Linked DNA regions of Mus musculus: region 1 is linked to region 2. A link is a contact called in public Hi-C data. All regions are on one chromosome and are shown on one strand. The core of a region is the stretch at or near the end of the contact, and the rest is flanking DNA. Distances in the headings are between cores, read along the strand shown.

Region 1 (6,580 bases), core at 2,844-5,343, 290 kb before region 2:
ACTGTTTTATTCCCTTGCCTTTGGCTTCTGATGACAGACACGGTGGTGTTTTATAGAGTTTGTGTTTCCCTCCAAAAGAAATGAAGAGCGTAAGAAGGTCTACGGAAGCAGTATTGTGAAAACGAGGTTTCTCCTGCTGACGTTACTGATTATTACAGATTAAGACCCAGTAACGCTTCTTTTGAAATGAGACACACACACACAACTGCCAACAATCTTTTTGGTTGGTTTCCTGGCCTAAGTCATTTGTGTCCTTGGGGGTTTTCTATATATTATAAGGCTACGTTATATTAGAATGAGAGTAGAATAGAGAGTCTAAGGACCAGAGGAATTGTTTCTGTGTATATTGTATGTGTTTGCGTGTTCGTGTGTGTACACAAATCTGTGCACACACGTGGAGGCTGGAGGTCTGTGTAGTTGTCTTTCTCCTTTTATTTATTTATTTTACTTTTGGACAGGATGCTTCACTGACTTTGCTACACTGGCAGGCTCCAGGGATCTGGATGTCTACCCCCTCCCCAACTCCCAACCAGTGCAGGAATTTCAAGTGTGTACTACAGCGCTAGACTTTTTAACATAGGTTCTGTGGGTTTGAACACAGGCCCCACACTCTTTTTTTTTGTTTGTTTTTGTTTTTGTTTTTTTTTTTTTTTTTTTGAGACAGGGTTTCTCTGTGTAGCATAGCCCTGGCTGTCCTGGAACTCACTTTGTAGACCAGGCTGGCCTCAAACTCAGAAATCCACCTGCCTCTGCCTCCCAAGTGCTAGGATTAAAGGCGTGTGCCACCACTGCCCAGCCCCAGGTCCCACACTCTTTATATATATTTTTTTTCTTCTTCGTTTTTATTAGATATTTTCTTCATTTACATTTCTTTTTTCCCCAACTTTTTATTAGGTATTTTCTTCATTTACATTTCAAATGCTTTTCCAAAGGTCCCCTATACTCCCCCACCCTGCCCTGCTCCCCTACCCACCCACTCCCACTTCTTGGCCCTGGTGTTCCCCTGTACTGGGGAATATAAAGTTTGCAAGACCAAGAGGCCTCTCTTCCCAGTGATGGCCAACTAGGCCACCTTCTGCTACATATGCAGCTAGAGACACGAGCTCTGGGGATACTGATTAGTTCATATTGTTGTTCCACCCATAGGGTTGCAGACCCCTTTAGCTCCTTGGGTACTTTCTCTAGCTCCTCCGTTGGGGCCCTGTGTTCCATCCAATAGCTGACTGTGTGGTCCCACACTCTTAAGGCAAACATTTCACTCACTGAGCTGTCTCTCTCCAGACCCAGCCTAGCGAGGAGTATCCTAAGCTGTGGCACCACCGAGTTCATTTCATCCACAAAGAGGAATAGAACAAAACTCACTGTACAAAGGCCTAACTGGAGGATGCTGAGTGTAAAATACCCGTTGGATTTCAAGCTGGGAAGTCTTTGCTTTCTGTGGCAATCCACAGTGGGTCCACTAACAGGAGGTCTTTTTGCGAGAGGCTTCTGATGGCTCTGATCGAGCCTGATGGAAGGGCTGCAACTTAGGTGGGATAGAAAGCTGGGGAATGTTGAACTCTAAGAAGAAAGTACCACTGTACACAAGCAAAGTCTGCGAGGTGGGTGTGCCATTCCTCCCAGCCTGCTTGTTTCCCCCTCATCCCCACCTTCTTCTCTTCCTTTTATCCTTTGGAAGATGTCACAGGCATCCTCTCTGCATTCCACAGCCAGTTTTGGAATTGCCACCAGCATCCAATCCCACATATTAGGGTTCCTCCCCCCTCCGTTTTTATCACTTTTCCGTTTCCACTCCCCCCCGCCCCCTTTTACTACAAGGATTTCTCTCTTGATCCATGAGAGTTGACAACAGGTCCTGTTGAAGGGCTGACACTTTTTTAGATTAAAAAAAAAAGGCAAACAAATAGGTTCAGAAAGGTGAAGAGTCGCCCCGCGGTTACCCGCTCTGGAGTTTTATGGGAAGGAGCGTGTGTGCGCGAACGTCAAGAGGGAGACACTGGCTGGCCTGGTGACCAGGAGCCCGCCCCCATCCCTCCCCGCCCCCTCCGGCGCTCACACTCAGGAAGCAGCTGGCTGCGGGCCGGCCCTCGCGGCCGCACACACATCCACACTCCTCGCCTGGCAGCCTCCCTCCCGCCCTCTTCCCCCTTTCCCCTCTCTCCCTGCAGCCGCGTCCCTACTGCGCCGCCGGGGCAGCCCAGAGCGCGGCGCGCAAGGGCACCGGCGCCAGGGTCCGCGCACCTCGGGGCCGCGGCGGGCCCGGGTCCAGGCTCGCACCGGCGCTCTCTAGCCGCGACCCAGCTCAGGCAGCCAGCATCCCGAGCCCGGCCCCTCCAGGCGTCGCCCTCGGCCCCGAGCGAGGATGAGCACCCCGGGCCAGGCATGAAGTCGCCTCTCAACTTTGTAAAGACATGACTGGAGTGTGCCTGTGCGTAGCGCGGACAGGGAGCTGATGCGGAGAGTCGGCCCGCTGCCCTGCCTCCTCCTCCCAGGGCCGCCGCCGTCGCAGCCTCGCGCGGGCACACACACGGCCCTCCGGCCGTAGTTCCGCGCTCCGGCCACGGGCTTGGATGCGAGTTTTCCTTTCCGAAGGAGGCAGAGCCGGCGTGGAGCGCTGAGGGGGCTCAGCCTCCACCCACGCATCGCTAGTGTTGTCACGAGCGGGCTGGCCGGGAGAAGGGACTCGCTCGCCTAGCTTTGTTGTGGAAATCCGGTTACCTGGTAAGTGGATGCCATAGGAACTTTGTTCTGCAGGCGAGGGACAGAGAGAGAAGGCGCTAGAGAGTGTGGGGGCGGTCAAGCCTGGGGACGCAAACTCGGGATTAGAAAGAGTTTCTGCATGCCGGCTTGGTGGCATTCGCACGGGTTTGAGGACAGGAGCACACCAACTCCCCCAGACTCACAGGGCTTCTAGAGACCTAGGCACACCTTACCGAGGCTGATGGCAATACTCATTTAGCCATCAAACTGGCTGTCAGTTACCTAAGAGCGCGGGGTGTAGACAGAAAGGAAACCAACAAGGTGTGGAAGTTTCGTTTATGAGGGAGAGTCTCCGTGCCTTTTAACTGAAAATACAGGTACCAGAAGGTTACACAATCAGGGCCAGATACAGGGCGAGCACCGGGGTCCTACTTAGGGAAACTTTGGCAAAGTGGGGAGTGATGGGACTTTGAGGTCTTTAGCTCACAGTCGGGGTTGTAGTTGTCTTTTCGGCTTCCACGTGTTTATGGGGCGCCACGAAGGCTGTTTTTCACTTCTCCGTCTCATCCAAGTTGGTGTCCCCATTGTTCAGTGAGGTCCTCGGGTTTGGGGGCACAGCTACTAGTTAGGAGCGGTGCATCGACCCGCAGCCGCCAAGTTTTCAACTGTAACCTCCCACGCCACGAAATCGCAGACACATTCAGACACCTAGCACTCCCCGCCGGGTTTGTCACCTCGCGTTTACATTTTTATGGGCCGGGGACAAAATGTCAGCACTGTTTGGGAAATGTCTGTCTCGAGTCCCGCTTCAAGGCTCCGGTCCCTATAAATGACCCTGTGTCTATTTTGAAGTCGGTCGGGATCACTTTCTGGAAAGCGTGAGTGAGCTGTTGGCTCTCCTAGACACACACCTTGCCCCAAGCAACAGTTCCAAGTTACTCACTAGAGCTGACAAGTCACCCGGGGGACGAGAAACTCACCCAAGTGTCTGAAAACCTTGACCAGGGCGGATTTGTCATCCTACTATGGATGATTCAAGTAGGTACCTGGAGGAAACTTTTGGAGGTTTCCTTTTTTTTTTTCTTTTTTTGGCAAAAAGGTTCGTCGAGGTCGCGCCCTTAGATCTGGTAGTGTGTTTGGGAGGCAATAGCAAAACGACACTCGTGGGGGCAGGGAGGGTAGTCGCCCCGTGGTCCGGACAGGGTCACAGTGCAGGGCCCTATGTACCCCAGTGCGGCTCCGGGTGCTTTGGCCAGCAGGGTCCCCCGCAGCCCGGCTTCCTAACTGGCGGCCTTTCAGCCCCTTACTTACTCAGAAAGTGGTTGCACAACAGGAAGCCGGCACGAGTTTGTTTTGTTTTGTTGCGTTCTCTCGCTCGCGCCGCGGGAGGGGGAGGGGGGAGAGCGGGGGCGGTCTGGTTGCCCAGAGCACCGGGAAGGCTCCACTTCACCTCCGGACCCGCCCCTCGCTCACCTCCGGAGATCCCTGAGGCTAGGACCCAAGACCCCCCGCGGGGCAAAGGTGTGTGGGTGTGCCGTGTGTGGGAGGGTGCTGAGGACCCCAGGAGGGGTGTTCACCCACTGTCCCGGGCCGCACATCTTGACCCCGCACCCCTAGCCACTCCTGGTTCCTCTGCTCTGTGTACCTCCCTTCCTGGCTTGTCTTCCTTGACATCCGCTAGGTCCCATGGGATAGAGTGTAGGGGATCACTTCCGGAATTCTCCAGAGCAGTGCCCGCAGGGACTGCACTCCAGCAATTGCAATTGGAGAGGACACCTTTCCAATTCCTTAGAGCTTTAGGACTTCAACATCTCTTGAATTGGGGGTAGTGGTCTCAGGTGGCCCTAGAGTTGGTGAGGAAAGAGAAGTTTATACAGCTCCCCCCAGTGGACCAGTTCTCTGGGTTATGGGACCCAGAGAAAGAACCCCTGCCAAACTTAAGCATCTAGAAAAAACACTGAGGCTCACAGTGGAGAGCATTTCTTGGCCCGAAGGTGAACTCCAGACAAATGCAAACTCTCTTGTGTCCGTTCTGAAGCTTTGATGAGTCACGATTTCTTCATTGGGAAGTAGCCAGGCCCGGTTCCCTAAATGTCTCCGTGCCCGTTGGACTTCAATTTTTAGACTACGTTAGGAATTTTGATTCATTGTAAAAATGAATTTGGGTTAGTTTAAAAATTCTTACTCCTCCTTTTTCTCTTTGGTTTCCTGTGAGGCTACACAAAGCAGGTGCAGCCTGCAAAAGTTTGCAGAAAAACAATGAAGGCTGTCCCTGGAAATGATCTATAGAGAGAGAACTGTGTGAGAGGGCACCCCCCCCCCTTCTCTAGTGAGAACTGCTGACATTTAAGGCCTTTACTAGGATCTGCTACAGTGTTCATTTAGAGGAGCTCCAGCCCCTCCCCCTTGAACTGAAGGAGGCTTTCTTCCCATTCTTATTGCTACTTAGTTCGTGTCTTTTCTTTCCTGTCAGGACTCAGGCCTCCTTCAGAGTGAGTAATTACTTCTGTGTGCTCTGGGTGGATTCCCTGTCTCCTTGCTTCCCTTGAGGTCAGTTCAGGTAGAGTGGCTTTTCTTCACGCCATCGTTGGTCCATCCAATGTTTCCACCAGTTTCATTGGCGATTCTACCAAAGTTCTTCCGGTTAGCAGAGTTTGGATACCTGGAGTTGTCCCGTTTGGAAAGTGACTCTCCTTGGATGGACTCTGGAGTATACCTAGTGGGGTGGATTTTTTGCCTGACCCAAAAAAAAAAAAAAAAAAAATCCCGACTGGGGACAGTTGAATGGCTGGAAGTGATGCTTTGTAAAAGTTCTGCCTTTCTTCATGTGGCATTCAGGATCATTTGATTTTGGAGGACTGCCAGTGTTCTCTCTCACTAGCTCTCCTCCCCGAAACGCGTCCCCCGTTGCCTTTACTACTAGTAAAGTAGGCCTGAGGGCATTCTGTCTATATTGGCATCATAGTTATTGATCACCGGAGTTGGAATGTTAGTTTGTAATTCTCCAAGATGGCAAGAGTTGTTCTGAAGTTGCTGATCCTGGGAAAGGAGCCAGAACCTACTCTTACCCTTTGTGGAGAAGCCATTTCCTGTGTTTTCTGCAATTATTTCTCTATAGAGGAAGGAAGTTATAGTATAAATAAGGTGCCAATACAGGCTTAACTCTTTAATGTTTGGCTGGTTGATAAACTCAATCAGGACTGAAGTAAAAGAAAAAAAGACACATAGGTAGTCTTTGTAACGAAAATACAATTTTATTCAAGGAGAAAGAGGCAAAATGAAACCTTGAACATGGTATTAAGATGAACTGAATTAAAAGATGCCAAAGTTTCAAGTTTTCCTAGTTACCTACTTTAGGCAGAGTTGACACACAGGCCAATATTTTTAATTGAGGTAGAAAAAAATCCATATGGAAGAGCATGCCTGCTAGCTTCATAAACAGGACACAACCAGCTTACAGGCCACACAGACACCTCCGGTGGTGGCCCTTCTTTAAGGCAGTGGTTCTCAACCTGTGGGTTGCCACCTCTTGGGGTGTCACATATCAGATATTTAGATTATGATTCACAACAGTAGTAAAATTGCAGTTATGAAGTAGCAATGAAATAATTTTATGGTTGGGGGGCTCACCCCAACATGAATTATGTCAAAAGGTCATAGCATCAGGAGGGTTGAGAGCCCTAACTTCCCATGTTCTTGTATTTAACAAGTGTCTTGGAATAGTTCAAGCTTTGTTTGATCTGCACACAACTTTATAGTAGGTCAGTTTATTTATTTATTTTTAAAGGAGATGGGAACAGTTTGGCTTAGAGACAGTAGTCAAGTATTATTTAATTTTGATAGAATTAAGGGGAAAATGGGTCATATCTGTACCCGGTGA
Region 2 (6,545 bases), core at 897-3,396:
AACCTTGTTTATTCTACTTAGAGGACCAAGATTGTATAGCAAGGTGAATTTAGGCGGTTTATACCTTGGAACCTACTTTGAAACTCATAGTTAATTTTGGGTAATAATTTGTGTTGCCCTCATCTCTTCCCCCATTCCAGTGGCTAGCCTGTCATAAGACATTCACTTGGCAAATAGAAGCTTATAACAAACTGAAGCGTGCTGTCTGGCTTGAGGACTTTGTACTGTTGAGGTGACCTCTGTTTCTGCTCCCACAAATACCTTCACTGTTCCACACTGGGAGCAGGCTTCTGTCCCTCAGCACTGAGCGCCACTGGTCAGTGGAGACTATCCTGTGTACAAAGGATGTTTAGCAGCGTGCCTGCCTGGCACCAGCTGCTCAGAGGAAGTCCTTCTACCTCCAGTACACAGTCATGCTCAATCTAAAACGTCTCCAGTCTCTGATGAAGTCTCTTTAGGGGCAAAGTCACCTTGGTTTAGAGTTATAGTTAAAATATGGCAAACTGATACTCTTTCATTGCAGAATATTACAAGGGAATTACGTTGAATTACGTTGAATTCTTAGGCTGGAAACAAGTTCTCCCCAAATCATAGATTTGTTTGCCTAAATGAAATAGAATGGGAGTTTATTATAAATAAAACCAATCAACCAACCAAAATTGCCTTCTCACAATAGAAAGCCTGTAAGATTAAATTAACTTGGAATTTTTCTTTCTAGCATTAGAAAATTCTCCTTCTGAGTATTTAATACTAACTCTCAACAGTATTGGTAAAATAACAAGGGCCCCGTCCACTCTTCTGTGGTAACGCCTGAGTTAACCAGGAGGGTCTATGCCTAGTAGCAGTGGCTGTTCGATTATGCAGCCCTGTGAACCACCTGTAATAATTGTTTCCCAATTACCTTCATGCCAGCCTTTTGCATTTAGGTGGAGATGAAAACTGAAATAAAATTCCGACTTCCTGGTTCTGTGTGAATGCTGGGCATATTATTCATTTGCAATACAAAGCAGCTGTGTAATTCCAAATGAGATATTCTATCTGTGCTAGCTAGTGTTTACCATCAAGGCACCAAATTATCCCTGAATCTATTTGAAGTTCATTACCCAGCTTTCTCAACTGAGAGCACACTGTGAAAATGCACCCCCCCCCTTAGTTTTATTCAATTTCTAGGCAGTGGGGCTGAACTGCCTACATTTCCAGTCCTGACTTGATTCAGAATGTGACCCTTTGAGACTCCTAATGAGACTGGCCCAGGAGTCAGAAACAAGAGACTTGGGATATTTTTACTTTTACATTAAAATATTGAGTATTTTTGAGACAGGGTTTTGCTATGTAACCCTGGCTGGCCTAGAGCGAACTATGTAAATGATATGCTGGCCTTGAACTCACAGACATCCATCTGACTGTGCCTCCCAAGTGCTGGGACTAAAGGCATATGCCACCACACCCAGCCATATTATTTGGTTAATTAATACACAGGAAACAGTGTTCAAGTCCACTTTCTTTTTGGGAACAGCAACTTTCTAGATGGACCTAATAGCTGTCCTGGGCCTTTGGAGACCACAGTACAGCAAAAGTAGTCATTGACTATCAGGGTCAATGTTATTATGGTCCTGAGACTTTGACTTCCCAGAAACTGGTCCTGATTCCTGTCTTATCAGTTTTGATGAAGCCCCTAAAGTGCCATGCACCTGGTCAGTGTGAGGTGCAACGATCTCTCCTGGGTAGAGACATTGTTCAGTTTCAGACCTTGACTCCACACCTCTTTTTCTCTGGAAATGATAGCTGCCAGGCAAAGGAAGAACAATGCCAAGTCAGTCCCCTTTGAGCTTGTGCAGTACTAATGGGAACCGCAGGCATCCTCTTGTTCAGGGTGAGAATAAGGGTGAGAAAGAGATCGCTGTTTTCAACCTGAGTCTTCACTTTGTGCTGACAAATTAATCACCTGTTTGTGAACCTCTCTGAACAGTAAGGCTCACTGTCAGGTTTGCCAGATCACATGCACTTTTCATTGCATGACATCTTGATGACAAAGGAAATCTAGGGGTGAATGTGAACCTCGAGATGACTCAAGAGTTTGGCTTCCTTTCTGTGACTCAAGCATGGAGAAGTCACTGGTCCCGACTGGCACCCTGTGACACAGAGGAGAGGCAGCCAGGCCTGTGGATGGAGCCAAACACGTTTTCCAAGGGATGGTTTGCATCTAGGCTCTGTGGAGTCATGTTTAAGCTTGTTCATATTTAAATTTCATCCAGACACCCTACTCTGAACCGTAAATGCACCAAATATAATTGCTAATTCAGGTGTTCTTCCCCATAACTAAAGGTTGGATTTCTTTTAGGACTAATGATGAAATGTTTCAATTTCTTGATCTGTCCTGGTTACCACAGTGTGTCCAATTTGCAATAATTAACTGAGTTGCCCTCTATCATTTGTCTGATTTCCTAGGTTATAATACTAGTGTGAAAAGATTTATTTTCAAAGGAATAATGTCAAAATGGAAAATAATTGACAAAAGTTTGTAAAACAGAAAAAAAAAATAACAACTTAGTGACGAAAAGTAGAATCACGGAGTATTGTTGAGATTTCAGATGCCATTTGCATATTTTAATCAAAATCTTTGCAGTCTACATCTTTTGTCTATGATGGTTAAAGGTAGCCTGTCTCACAAATAACATTTTTCTTTGTATGTACAATAATTATTTGGTGCTATCAATCATGAAAACTCCTTTGTTGTTTTGCTGATAGTTTCTTGAGACAATACTGCTGGGTCCTCCTTATCAGCATGTGACTCTAACTGTGCACCATAGCTCACTGACCGTTCAGGTAATAAGTCAGGAGCCAATAAAAGCTAGGCTTCATCCTTAGCCTTACAAGAGTCATGGTGTCCAGGTCCTCCTTACTTTGCCAGCAGAGGTGCAGTTGAAAGCCAATCTCAAGACCATTTATGTTACCCAGATAGCCCAAGAATCCACTTCATGTTTTAGGACACACAAATTTATATTTATGATGAGGAGGCAGGGATAATGAAGATAATCTGAGTTAATGGAAAATAGAATTATAGTTTTAAAAGGAGTATTTGCTTACCACAATACACCGAGTGTTTTCCCCACCTCCTGCCCCTGTCCAGCTCTCAGTTAAACTCTCAAGTGTTAAGGCATCAGTGTGGTATCCCCACATTCTTTACGGTTGTAGACCCATGTAAGTGTACACACAGCCAAGACTTTGTCCTGTAGAAATTGTCATCAGACCACTCAGATTTCTCACCACAGTGTTCCTCTCCTTTGTAGAATAGTACAGACAGCTTTCTAGGTCAGGTCATGGAGCGCCAACACATTCTAAAAAAATTTTTTTGTAGTTTTAATTTTTTTGAGAGTTCCATACAAGAAGAGTACTGTATTTATATCATTTCTATCCTCTCTTTCCAACTTCCAACTCTTCTTGTTTTCACACCAGCATCCCTTGTTTATGACATATATATGGCTGTGTGTGTATAATTACATATATATGTGTATGTGTGTGTGTGTGTGTATATATATATATATATATACACACGTATGTATATATATGTATATACATACATATTATGACATATTAAGTTTATTTAGTCTTGCTCCTGTGTGTAAGTGTTCAAGGCTGACCACTTGGGGATTGGATAACTTACTCGGGGGTTCATCTGTGATGAAGACTGATTGTCACTCTCTTAGAAGCTATTGATTTAGGTAGCTCTTAGTAGCTCTTCCTTTAGGTGTGGAGCTTTGTGAAATTACCCACCTCCATGTTGGAATGTCATAGGGTTGAGATTTCATGGCTGCAACTCCCTGTCTTTCATGTGTGTGTTCGGGGGGTTGAGGGGGGGAGGACATTGTCTTACAGCAGACTTCCCGATTCTCTTTCAATCTTTCTACCTCTTCTTCTTCCATGTTCCCTGAGCCTTAGATATCTTGGTTCATTGTAGCTATATCAGTTGTGGTTGGGCATCACCCAGTCACTTGCTTTCTGTATCTTGATCACTGGTTAATCTCTGAATGGTCTCTGCTGAAAAAGCTACTTTGATGAAGGGTGAGAGCTATACTTAACCTGTAGGTATAAGCATAAATATTTTGGAATGCAGTTAGGAGCAGCCACTGGAAGCTAAGTTAATATATCTATGTATGAACTCTCTCTTGTTTAGCAAGCATTAATTACAATTAGAAAGCTGTTGGTTAACCCCAAGACATAAGTGCCACCATTGCACCCTTACAGACATCTTGCTGAGCTGCTCATTCTTATGGTTCATGGCTTTGAGAACTCTTTGTTGCCTTTCTCCCTAGGCAGCTTGGTTAGCAGCATTGAATACTGTGAGAGCTAGACCTTAGGGAGAAGACTTCCCGACAGTTCCAGCTCAGTTTCTTCAGGTCTTATGTCTGAAGTTTATCCTGCCCTCAGCAACATAGTCTCACCTTCAAGTTCTGAAAGGGAGCCAAGAGGAAAAGCCTATACTGTTTTGGGATTCTCCTGGATTCCTTGACCAACAACTCAAAAGAAGGTTTCTCATGCCTGGAACTGAATTTTTTGTTAGTCTGTGGCTTTTGGAGACTAAGGATGTTTGAAAGCAACATAGGAAAATATAATATCTTATGATTGGCTAGCATATATATATATCATTATGCATATTTACTTATAAGTGTGTAGACATACATATGGTAGAAACAGTGGCATGTAAGGTTAAAATGCTTCTACCACATTCTCCTTAATAACTGCTTCCCAACGTTCAGTACTGAAGACTGAGGCTTCGGCTTCTGCCTTTATAACAAATGAAGCAATAAATATGCCGTGCAGCTTCCTTAAATGCTGAAAGTGATGTTACAGTGGGGTAGAGAGATGTGTTACAGAAGCATCTTCAAGTATATATAATAAGTATAAATGATCTAGCTACAGTTTCTCACACGGGTCCTTACTGATCATCATTAAACACCAAAGATTTCCTGAGGAGCTGTTTTGGTCTTATATTTGATCTAGTAGCCCTCCAGTTGTTTTGAGGGTCCCCCTGAAAAGGTGGACCAGAGGCTGTTTGTAGTTGAGGACAGAAGTGGAGGCTTACTGAAAATGAGCACAAGGACTCTCATTGGGATGATAGCAATGTTCTAAACTGAATTATGATGAGAGCTGAACACCTCAGTAAACATACTAGAAAATCGCTGCATTTCACTTTTAAATCAGATGGATTTTACAGTATATAAATCACACCACACCAAAGTTGCCTAGACTGGTAAAATTTTGAAGCCGTTAGTGTGACTTTTTTTTTTTTTTTATATCATCAATTAGCATCATCTGCGAAAAAGCTTTGCTTCAGTCGAGTCAATTTCAGCCCACCAACACCTGTTTGATTTATTACAGTCTTAGAATTCTTGGAATTTGCTCAATAAATATTTTCTGCTTTTAATTTTATAAGCCTTTCTTGGCTTCTGCCAATTACAACAGTCATTTCTCAGAGAGCATCAAGGAAGCCATTGCTCTATAGCAGTAGTGATGGGTTTTCTCAACCCTGTTCAGTTGTTCGTCGACAGAGGAAGTACTCGGTGTGTTCCAGGTTGTGATCTGTCCACCACAAACAGATCAGCATCCAGGAGAGGGGACGCATCCTGTCCTTACAGCTGGGTTTTACCTTAGAGTGTCAGGAAGGAGATGGAACTGCTGTTTTATCAGCATCACACCTAGCATGGGCAGTCAACTGGCACACCCGAGAAGAGGGAACTTCAGTTGCTGAATCATGTTCAGCAAGATTGGCTCGTGGGGATGTCTGTGGGGCTTTTCTTCATAGCTAATGATGTAGGAGGGCCCAGCCAACTCTGTACCTTACCCTGTCTAGCCAGGTTGTCTGACTTGGTATGAGAAAGGTAGCTGACCTTGAGCCTAGAAGAAAGCCAGGAAACGGCTTTCCTCCACAACCTCTGCTTCAGTTCCTCCCTCCAGGTTTCAGCTTGAACCCCTCCCCCTGCCCTGGTTTCCCTTCTTGTTGGACTGTGACCTATAGGATGTATGACCTATAAGAGGCAAGACATGCTGTCCTCCAAGCTTGCTTTGTGACCGTTTTATCCTAGAAACAGAAAGTGAAGTGTAACAGTGGGAGTTGCCATTAAAATGCAATGGCTTGTGCAGGAGCACGGGGCTCGGGTGGTGCTGATGCTCCTCCCATTGAGGAGTCAGACTCCTTTATGACCCGATGGATTTTGGCAGCCATGAGGTGCGCACATACACAGGGGTCATGGTTCAATGAGGGTATTTTTCATACATTTTGTATTTTCTAGCTCCCTCCATTTCCTGGTACAGGTGAAGAAACAGGACTCACTCTGTACCAAGAGCCTCTGACCGTCACCTTGCACATCCACAGTATGCCCTCACTGGATGAGAGAGACAGACATGCTTTCCAGGCTAAGACTGAGAGCATGGCATGTTTTAGAAGAAACATTGCCAGGCTGTTCCTTCCACTGCCCATCTCCTCCATCCATACGTTTGCTTCCAGCAATGGCGAGTGTAAATTTTTCTGCAAATCTTAACACATC

What was found. Hi-C and Micro-C count contacts between places; a contact is called where the count stands out from the background.
Region 1: a Hi-C map of muscle stem cells shows a contact between it and region 2, with 2.8 times the contacts expected there. A contact is called at or near these places in 12 of 39 promoter capture datasets (the 3T3-L1 cell line, 3T3-L1-derived adipocytes, cranial neural crest and 8 more), 5 of 484 Hi-C or Micro-C datasets (the C2C12 cell line, cortical neurons, embryonic stem cells and 2 more), 9 of 130 datasets of targeted methods (the NIH/3T3 cell line, astrocytes, embryonic basal ganglia and 5 more) and 1 of 9 other capture datasets (embryonic stem cells).

The regions. Positions count from the first base shown.
Region 1 is chr19:28,675,737-28,682,316 of GRCm38.p6, reverse strand. D930032P07Rik (RIKEN cDNA D930032P07 gene) reads right to left here and starts at 4,093. Exons shown (of 5, transcript NR_045330.1): 1 at 4,012-4,093. Glis3 (GLIS family zinc finger 3) reads left to right here and starts at 2,240. Exons shown (of 11, transcript NM_175459.6): 1 at 2,240-2,721.
Region 2 is chr19:28,384,837-28,391,381 of GRCm38.p6, reverse strand. All of the region lies in intron 4 of Glis3 (GLIS family zinc finger 3), which reads left to right. Among named protein-coding and RNA genes, the nearest start is that of Gm35866, 24 kb to the right of the region's middle.